Regions from separate parts of the Sus scrofa genome. Here region 1 is linked to region 2. The links are chromatin contacts, called in public HiChIP or PLAC-seq maps. All regions are on one chromosome and are shown on one strand. The core of a region is the stretch at or near the end of the contact, and the rest is flanking DNA. Distances in the headings are between cores, read along the strand shown.

Region 1 (5,337 bases), core at 1,231-3,730, 240 kb before region 2:
GGTCATGCCTGCAGCATGCAGAAGTTCCCCAGCCAGGGATCAAACCCATGCCATGGCAGTGACCTGAGCCACAGCCGTGGCAATGCTGGATCTTTAACCCCCTGCACAGCCAGGGAACTCTGGAGGCTGTGTGTGGGGGGATTTTTTCTTTCCTATGGCTGCACCTGCAGCATATGGAAGTTCCTGGGCCACTGATTGACTGAATTTGAGCTGTAGCTGTGTCAATGCCGGATCCTTTAATGCACTGTACCAGGCAGGGGATGGAATCCATGCCTCCACAGTGTCTTGAGCTGCTGCAGTAGGATTCTTAACCCACTGTGCCACAGTGGGAACTCCCAGAGGCTTTTTTTTTTTTTCTTTTTAAATGGCGCACCCTAGGCATATGGAGGTTCCCAGGCTAGGGGTGGAATTGGAGTTACAGCTGCCAGCCTACACCACAGCCACAGCAACGCAAGATCTGAGCTGCATCTGAGACCTATGCTGCAGCTTGTGGCAAAGCCAGATCCTTAACCCACTGAGTAAGGCCAGGGATTGCACCTGCATCCTCATGGACAACGGAGTTGTGTTTTTAACCCACTGAGCAACAGTGCACACTCTCAGCAGCTGTGTTGTTTTTTTAAATAGTTGAGTTACAATGTTGTGTCCATTTCTGCTGTACAGTAACGTGAGCCAGTTGTACATGTATATACGTTCTTTTTCTCACATTCTCCCTGGATTTTCTCACAACATCCCTGTGTTTTTTTAACGAGAGAATAAACCAAGAGGAAGGTGTGGGACACAACAGGTAGGGATCTGACGCAGGAGAAAGGAGAGGGGAGTCCTTGAGGTGAGGGTGTTGGGGGCTCCAGGATGACAGCTGCGCTAGTTGCAGAAGGAAACCATTGCGGATTGAAGCAGCGTGACCCCAGAGAGAGAGACAAATGGAGGGCAGCTGCCCCCCTCTGCCCCTGTGCCATCAGGTGGACTTTTAAATCAAGGACAGGGTGTTCAGAGAGACAGGCCCCAGTTTTTCTCTGAACTTCCCCAACGTGCTGATTACTCATGCGTGATCTGCTGTGGATGTTTGTCTACAAATGCTCTGCTTTGACTTTTTTTTTTTTTTTTTTTTTTTTTTTGTCTTTTTGCCTTTTCTAGGGCCGCTCCCCCGGCATATGGAGGTTCCCAGGCTAGAGGTCAAATTGGAGCTGTAGCCGCCAGCCTACGCCAGAACCACAGCCACATGGGATCCGAGCCACTCTGTGACCTACACCACAGCTCACGGCAACGCTGGATCCTTAACCCACTGAGCAGGGCCAGGGCTCGAACCCGTCACCTCCTCGTTCCTAGTTGGATTCGTTAACCACTGAGCCACGATGGGAACTCCTGACTTCTTTGAGGAGTTGGAGCACAAGTCATGTGAACAGAAAACACAGAGGAGCCCCTCCCTCTGACTGTATCCCAGCCAGACACCTAAACCCTGGCCCGTGCTGCGGTGCTGCCACATGTCTCAACTGCTGAGCCTGATGCCCGGGGTTACTCATCGTCTTACTCAATGATTTTCCCATTAAGGCTCTTGTAAAGGCTCCGGGAAGCTGAAGCCAGACAGTGGCCCAGAGTCGGTTCAGCTTCTCTTCTCCTTCAACGGTGGCAGGATCACCTCTTCCTCGCCCTCCTTGACTGGTGCTTGCTACTCAGGTTTCCAAAACAAAGTAATATTTAGGGGTGCAAATTAGGTGGAAATGGAAAGGAAAAATTGGAATGACCAACGCAATAACCATCCCAGCGGTTAGCGCTGAGGGTAAAGACTGCAACTGAGGCGTAAACAGAGGCTTTGAAAAGACTGGAAATGTTTTATATCTCACACTGGGTGGTTGGTAGCTTGCGCTGTTATTGAAGTGGCACTAATTAGTTTACCCCCCCTCCTATTTATGCGCTGCATTTCACAATGACCCATTGTAAACAGCAGGTGCTATCACTCAATAAATAAGGAGATGAACGGGCACCAGCAGAACGAAGAGATGTTCATCCAGAATCTTTGAAAAAGGAAAACACCTGCACAGAGAAAGGGCGGGAGGGACCGTTTGTGTCCGGCTCTGCTGCCGGGAACAGAGATCTGCTTGATTTAACTCGAGAGAGGGGTGGGGATTGTTTTGCGTCTATGTGTGGAATGAACTGGAAGGATCAAACCCAGGAAGTTTTTCACTTTCCCTACAGGCATCTCTGCGTCCCTGTCTGTCTCCTCTGCTCTCTATTGGTTCTACGGTGAACCTCCCCCAAATTCTTTGGCTTAAAGCAACAATCGCCTTTTATTTATTGGCTCTCGATGCTGTGATTTGGGAAGGGATCGGCGGGAACGGCTCAGTCCCGCTCCATCGAGTGTTGGCTGGGTCAGCCTGACTGGGGCTGAGTGACGTTGATGGCTTCACTCACGTGTGTGGCTTCTCAGCTACAGTGTCTAGACCAGCGAGGGCTCAGCTGGACCAATCTCTCCGGGGGGAGCTATTTTTCCTGGTGACTCAGTGCTTGAGGAGAACTCAAGCCGAAGCTGTCAGGTCCCTTAAGCCCCAGGTCCAGAGCTGGCACTGTGTCACTTCCGCTGGATTTTGTTGACCAAAGCGAATTCAGATGACAGGGAGGAGAAACAGACTTCCCCTCTTAATGGGAGAAGTGGAAAGATTACTTGGCAGCTATTTTTGCAATTTGCCATAGCTTTTCTCCTACCGCATAATTTTGACTCGCGCATAATTTTAGTTTGCTCTTTGCCGTAACTCCACTCGTGTTTTTCTGTTAGCTCCAAATTTATTGCTAACCGGTAAGTTCTCTTTTGTATTTTTAGGTTCAAATGCCTAAGAACTAGTTGGTTCAGTTCATCTTTTCACCTCATGCCAGTGGTCAAAGCCTATTTTTTCCCTCAAGTTTTTAGTTTGAAAAATGTTACACTTTCAGGATAGTTGCCTGAATAATAGACCAAATGCCTGTAGACTCCTCACGTAGTCACCAATTTTAACACTTGCCACTTTGCTTGATTGCGCTTTATATAAATGTGTGCAGTTAGTTGAAGACATCATGGCATTTTCCTTTTTTTTTTTTTTTTTTATCTTTTTAGGGCTGAACCTGTGGCATATGGAGGTTCCCAGGCTAGAGGTTGAATCGGAACTATAACTGCCGGCCACAGCCACAGCCATGTAGGATCCAAGCTGTGTCTGCAACCTACACCACAGTCATGGCAACAACGGGTCTGAGCCGCACCTGTGGCCTCTGTCAGAGCTTGCGGCAATGCCAGATCCTCAACCCACTGAGCGAGGCCAGGGGTCGAACCCACATCCTCAGGGACACTATATTGGATTCTGAACCCACTGAGCCACGACAGGAACTCTTGATTATTTCCTCTTGGTTAGAGTCCGCGTGAACCTTTTTGGTAAGAATCGGTGATGGCGTGTGGCTGGCCAGCTGATCGGTTGCTCTTAGACAGTTGCTGGCCAATTGCTTATGTGCATTCACTCCCATCCCCTCTCCTGTCCTCCTCTGGTCAGAACCTTCTGGGTAGCTTCGGCCAAAGGAAGACAGTGGCAGATGATTGGAGAATAGGAGAGGGGAAAGGCTAGGGGGTCCTCCCTGCTTTGTCTCTTCCTGTGAGGTCCTTGACTACGACTGCTTCTCTTTTCTGAAGTCTCCTGTTCCCCCCTGCCAAAAAAAAAAAAAAAAAACAGACCTTCCTGCTATGGGTCCACCTCCCTGGAAATCCCTTTCCTTGCTTCTGGCTCCTTCTGGCTGGTCCCAACCTCTGTGTTCTGATAAAACGTCCTTCTCCCGCCGTCCCTTCAGCCCTGGGGCAGCAGCTGCTCCTGACCCTCGTGAACCTCCAGTCGCCTCGCCATCCTCTGTTTGGCCTCTCAGCTTTTCCATTTCCTGTGGAACCCATTTCCTTTATTTGGTTTGAAAAACTCAGGGTGGCGTCTGCTTTCCTGACTAAACCCTGACTAATACAGGCAGGATGCCTCATCCAGTGACCTGAGGGGTGGCGCTGACGGTATAAACTCAGCAGCATGAGCAGCTGGGGTGGTAAGAGGGGAAATTCCTCCCGAAGGAGGAGCAAGCACTGTAGGTCTCCTCTGTGGTTACACAGAAAAAAAGAAAATGTGCAGAAAAGGTCACATGTCTTGGTGGGAGGATTTGGGATGATTTTTATATTATTTTTTCTCCTTTTTTGTTTATCCAAATTCCCTACCTTTTCTGCAGTGGACAGGGAGTATTTTGTCTTGCAGAAAAAAGTCTAGCCATGCTATATTTATTCAGCAAATTAGAGAATGGTGAAAACCTGTGCATCTATTTTTTTGAGTTAGAGTTTTTGGTTTTTTCTGGCTGTATACCCAGGAGTGGGATTGCTGGATCATATGGTAGCTCTATTTTTAGTTTAGTTTTTGTTTTTGTTTTTCTTTTTATGGCTGCACCTGTGGCATATGGGTCGAATTGGAGGCTAAGGGTCGAATGGGAGCTGCAGCTGCAGGCCTATGCCACAGCCACGGCAACACTGGATCGGAGGTGCATCTGCGACCTACAGTGTAGCTTGCAGCAATGCTGGGTCCTTAACCCACAGAGCGAGGCCAGGGATGGAACCCATTTCCTCACAGAGGCTGCATTGGGTCCTTAACCCACTGAGCCACAATGAGAACTCCTATTTTTAGTTCTTTTAACTCCATAATGTTTTCCATGGTGGCTGCACCAATTTACCTTCCTACCAACAGTATGAGAGGGCTCCCTTTTTTCCACACCCTTTCTAGCATTTATTATTTGTAGATTTTTTGTCGATAGCCAATCTGACCAGTGTGAGATGACACCTCATTGTGGTTTTAATTGGCATTTCTCTAATAATTAGCAATGCTGAGAATCTTTTTGTGTACCTGTTGTCCATCTGTATGTCTTCTTCTTCTTTTTTTTTTTTGTCTGTCTTCTTTTTTGCTTTTTAGGGCCACTCCCATGGCATATAGAGGCTCCTAGGCTAGGGGTCGAATCAGAGCTCCAGCTGCCAGCCTACACCACAACCACAGCTACGCAGGATCCAAGCGTGTCTGTGACCTACATCACAGCTCATGGCAACGCTGGATCCTTGACCCACTGAGCGAGGCCAGGGATGGAACCCACAGCCTCGTGGTTTCTAGTCGGATTTGTTTTTGCTGTGCCATGATGGGAACTCCTATCTTTGGTCTTTTTAGGGCCACACCCACAGCATATGGAGTTTCCCAGGCTTGGGGTCAAATCAGAGCTGCAGCTGCCAGCCTACACCACAGCCACAGCAACACCAGATCCGAGCCGCGTCTGCGACCTACACCATAGCTCAGAGCAAACCAGATCCTTAAC
Region 2 (4,818 bases), core at 2,256-4,755:
TGTGCCTATAGGAGCCGGGCCGGTTCTTCCGGGCCTTTGCACTGGCGGTTGCCTCACTGGAATGCTCTTCCCCCCAAACCCCACTTCCGTCCTGAAGGCCATGCTGCAGAGAGACCTCCCCTGGCCTCCCTAAAACAGCCCGCGGTACCTGCCGGTCAACCTCTATCTCGTGTGCTTTTTCTTCTACCTGTTTATTGCTGGCCTCTCCCCACCGAATCCCCAGCATGGTGAACAACGCCTAACACACAGTACAGACTCAGTGCAGCTTTGTTGTGTGAAAGAAAGGAGAGAGGGAAGGAAGACAGAACAGGCAGGGAAGCCAGAAGCCTGGGAAGACAGGTTTTTGGATAAAGCCAGTTTAAATCAATGGCTCGTCCCCCTCTGCATGTTTCACCCATTATGGCGTTTTTTGTAGTTGTTGTTTTTGGTCTTTTTAGGGCTGCACCTGCAGTATACGGAAGTTCCCAGGCCAGGGATTGAATCAGAGCTGCAGCCGCCAGCCTATGCCACAGCCACAGCAACACCAGATCCAAGCCGCATCTGCGACCTACAGATGCAACTTACAGCTTGCAGCAACACCGGATCCTTAACCCACTGAGGGAGGCCAGGGATCAAACCCGCATCCTCATGGATACTAGTCAGGTTCTTAACCTGCTGAGCCACAGAGGAACTCCTTCACCCATCATGCTGATCACAGCAATCACATCAAGCACAAGGAGGTCCTGTGGTGGTGCAGCAGAAACGAATCCGACTAGGAACCTTGAGGTTGCGGGTTTGATCCCTGGCCTCACTCAGTGGGTTAAGGATCTGGAGTTGCTGTGAGCTGTGGTGTAGGCCAGCAGCTGTAGCTCCAATTCAACCCCTAGTCTGGGAACCTCCATATGCCACAAGTGCAGCCCTAAAAAACAAAGAAATAAAATAAAAATAAAAATTACAAGCACAAGAGTCAGCCATGCCTGAGTACAAGTCTCAGCTGTGTGGTTTTAGGCAAGTTACCTAATCTCTCTGAGCCACACACACTCCTTGAGCAAATTTTTTTCAAGTGTCTACTTTAAGGGGCTCTATGCTTTATCTGTTTTGAGGAGTACCTAAGATAATGAATGAAAAGTCTCTGGCACCAACTGGAAGTGCGAATCATGAGCACTCGGGAATCTGGTATCATTTACGCCCATTCTTCAAGTTTTGCCGTGATACATTCTCATTAACTGTTTATAATCATCTGTGTTGGCAATTTGGATTTTCTCGGTAATCACAGAATTATTTAGGACTGTTTGGGGGGTTTTTTGAGGTGAGGTTTTATTCAGCATTTTGTAAAGTTTCTGGTTTATTGTACTGTGGTCAGAGATGGTAGCCAATAAAATTTCAAGTTGGAGATATCTGGTAGTTCCTTCAGAGCCTCATATTTTATCAATATTTATCAGTGTTTCATTGGCATTGAAAAAGGTGTGTTCTCCATTTATGAGATACAAAGTTCAATAAATATCATTTGAATGCAAGCCCCAGAATGGAAACTTCATTTACTGCTGTATGTCTATGTCCAGTAAAGGGCCTGGCACACGTCATATATTCAATAAATATTTGCTGAATGAGTGGCTAATGAATCAATCACCTTGCCATTTAAATTCTCAATACCTTTGTACCTTTGGTTATTTTTTCTTACTTCATCTGTCAAAGACTGCTGAGTTATGCTGGTTTCTCACCACTAGTATATTTTCTAGTCTAGATGGCTAAATATAGCTATAAAGATCTATACATAGTTATCTCGTCTGCTTCTAAGTATTTTAACTTTCTATATTTCCACACATGATTTCCTGCCTGAAGGTTTATGGCTATTATACAACCATTGTAAATATACCCTGTATCGATATAAAATGAACACGTAACAAAACACTATCTATACGATACGGTTTAATTATGCATTTATTATTTTGAAAAAGCAAAACATAATAAAATTCAAAAGGTCTAATAGCACCTTTTCATAAAAGTGAAAAATCATTTGTCTCCCTTTTGTCTCCCACTGCCCTCTTTCCCTCCCCTGTGGCAACTACTGTTGACAGATTTTTGCCAGTTAGCTTACTTTGAAAACATTACTTTTGTTTTAGAGAGGAGTTTACGGGATATTACGGGAACTGTTTTGATCTACATGTTTGGTGTCATAAGTCTTCTTTTTTTTGGCCATGCCCATGGCATGGGGAAGTTCCCAGGCCAAGGGCTGAAACCACGCCACAGCTACAGCCTGACCCACAGTAGTGACAATGCCAGATCCTTAACCCCAAGTTACCAGGGAAGTCCTATTAGTCATCTTATTTTATGCTTTCTGTTTCTTAGGCTCCCTTTATGCTTTATGTTCTGCTAGATGGATTACCTTTGCTTTTATCTTCTCTAGAACTGTGGAAGGCATATATTCTACTTTTAAATTTCCCTACTGCTTCCCCCTTAATATTTTCAAAGGTATTCTTTCTTTCTTTCTTTCTTTCTTTCTTTTTTTTTTTTGTCTTTTTAGGGCTGCACCCACAGCATATGGAGGTTTCCAGGCTAGGGGTCGAATCAGAGCTGTAGCTGCCAGCCTGCACCACAGCCATAGCAATGCGGGATCCCTAACCTGCTGAGCCAGGGATCGAACCTGAATCCTCATGGATACTAGTCAGGTTCGTTAACCACTGAGCCACGATGGGAATGCCTCAAAAGTATTCTTAACTTGTATTTCTTGACTTGAAGTCAAGAAGAAAATCAGAGTTCCTGCTGTGGTGTGATAGGACTGGCGGTGTCTCTGCAGCGCTGGGATGCAGGTTCAATCCCCGGGGCTGGCACAGCGGGTTAAGGATCCGGCATTGTCGAAGTTGGGAACGCCATATGCCCGTGGGTGGCCAAAAAAGAAAAAAGGAGTAAACTAACACACTGTGAGTCCCCCCAGTGCAATCAAGAAATTAAGCATATCTCTTTCTTCCTCTGATAATGCTGATAAAATTGGGAGTTACAGATGGAGGTTATTATTATTGTTCTAATCTTGCTCTGTGGTTGGGAGGGAGATTTATCTGCTTGTTAAGGGTTTAACTGTTTATCTTCCCCAAAATCATAGGCTGAAGTCTTAACCTTCCGAGCCACAGAACGTGACTGTCATTGCAGACAGGATCTTTAAAGAGGTAATTAAGTCAAAAAGAGGTCATTACACGGGACTCTAATCTAATATGACCAATGTCCTTATAAAAAGAGGACTCTGACACAGCCATCGAGAAGAAAGATCATGTGTTGACACAGGGAGATGGCCACCATATCTACAAGCCGAAGAAAGGGGCCTCAGAAGAGGCCAATCCTATACCTTGATCTCAGACCTCCAGCCTCCAGAACTGTGGGAAATAAATACCGCTAAGTCACCCCGTCCACCGTCCACCGCACTTGGTGATGGCAGCCGTGGCAAATGAACACATGGCCCAGGTTAGCTCAAGGGAAAGGGGGACCACGGAAAAGCCCCCTCTCATGGGCCCACAGAATGTCTCTAACGACCCTCTGGAGACCCATGGAGGGGACCTCCGGAGGGGACAGAGCACCACGTGTTCCCAGCTGGGCTGCCCCATCGCTTCCTTGACGCGGATGTGGTGACTGATGCCTCTTAGTGACACTGACCAGGAAGTGACCCTCCCCTGCTCAGGAGCCCGCCTTGCTAGCCTCCCGTTACAAGGAGCTAAGCAATGTTCACAGCCACAGTTAGATCATCTTCCCCTGGAGAGAGAGACCCCAGGCGTGGCGCACCTGCTCCAGCGACCTTGTCCTTGCGCCGCACCCAGGACTGGGTCTCGCTGGCAGAGGGTTCACGGACGGCTCTTCCTTCCCAGCTCGCCGCCTCTTCCCCCCTCCTCCCTAATCCCTGCAGAGCTGAGGCCTTTTCTCAGGAAACGCCACCTCTTCCTGCTTACAGAATCTATTCCCCAAAACTTCCGGGGTCGTGTAAACATGAGAGCAGCATGCATTTTTTGCTGGCATCTCTGTGTCTACTCAGCACAAACATATAGCGGAGGGCGAAGCAGGGGCAGCAGGCTTGGGCTCTGGGGCTTTCGGCTCTGAGAAGGAAGGGAAATACTGAAGGGCTATATTTGCAGGGTGTCTACTGCAAAATATGGATTCAAACACTCTTCACCATCTGAGGAATATTTCCCTTCTAAAAAGTCTCTGGTTGTCAGTTGAAGCTTTTTTTGTTTTGTTGTGTTTTCTTAGGGCCCCAGGCTAGGGGGTCAAATTAGAGCTGCAGCTACCGGCCTACACCACAGCCACAGCAACCCTTTACCCACTGAGTGAGGCCGGGGATCAAACCCACATCTTCATGGATCCTAGTCAGGTCCATTAATCGCAGAGCCACGCTGGGAACTCCCGAACTTTTTTTTTTTTGTCTTACCTATGGCACGCACACAGAAGTTCCAGGAATCAAACTTGTGCCACAGCAGTGACCCAAGCTGCTGCAGTGACAACACTGGATGCTTTACCCTCTGCACCACGAGAAACTCCAACACTGCGTAGATTTTGAGTGTACAACATAATGATTTGATATACACATGTACGTGTTGCAAAATGATTACAACTGGAAGTTAACACCCATCACCTCACATCCTTGATTTAAAATGTTTTTCGGGGGAGTTCCCATTGTGGCGCAGCGGAAACAAACCTCACTGGTATCCATGAGGATGCGGGTTCAATCCCTGGCCTTGTTCAGTGGGTTAAGGATCCGGCGTTGCCGCCAGCTGTGGTGTAGGTTGCAGGTGCAGCTTGGATCCTGTGTTGCTATGGCTGTGGTGCAGGCCAGAGGCTGTAGCTCCAATGTGATTC

What was found. HiChIP or PLAC-seq counts read pairs in DNA pulled down with a chosen protein or histone mark.
Region 1: an H3K27ac HiChIP or PLAC-seq map of alveolar macrophages shows a contact between it and region 2. The contact joins two enhancer-like sites. A contact is called at or near these places in 1 of 47 Hi-C or Micro-C datasets (epiblast stem cells) and 1 of 2 datasets of contacts at active chromatin or transcription factors (alveolar macrophages).

The regions. Positions count from the first base shown.
Region 1 is chr12:52,362,789-52,368,125 of Sscrofa11.1, reverse strand. The region is part of intron 4 of LOC110256106 (a long non-coding RNA gene); the gene reads left to right. Among named protein-coding and RNA genes, the nearest start is that of ALOX12, 36 kb to the left of the region's middle. Within about 2 kb of position 2,480, at least 41 of the 83 cell types and tissues checked have an H3K27ac peak or open chromatin away from gene starts, as enhancers often do. A contact at or near this core is called in alveolar macrophages, where this site is marked.
Region 2 is chr12:52,126,573-52,131,390 of Sscrofa11.1, reverse strand. No RefSeq gene overlaps it. Among named protein-coding and RNA genes, the nearest start is that of TM4SF5, 11 kb to the right of the region's middle. Within about 2 kb of position 3,505, at least 9 of the 83 cell types and tissues checked have an H3K27ac peak or open chromatin away from gene starts, as enhancers often do. A contact at or near this core is called in alveolar macrophages, where this site is marked.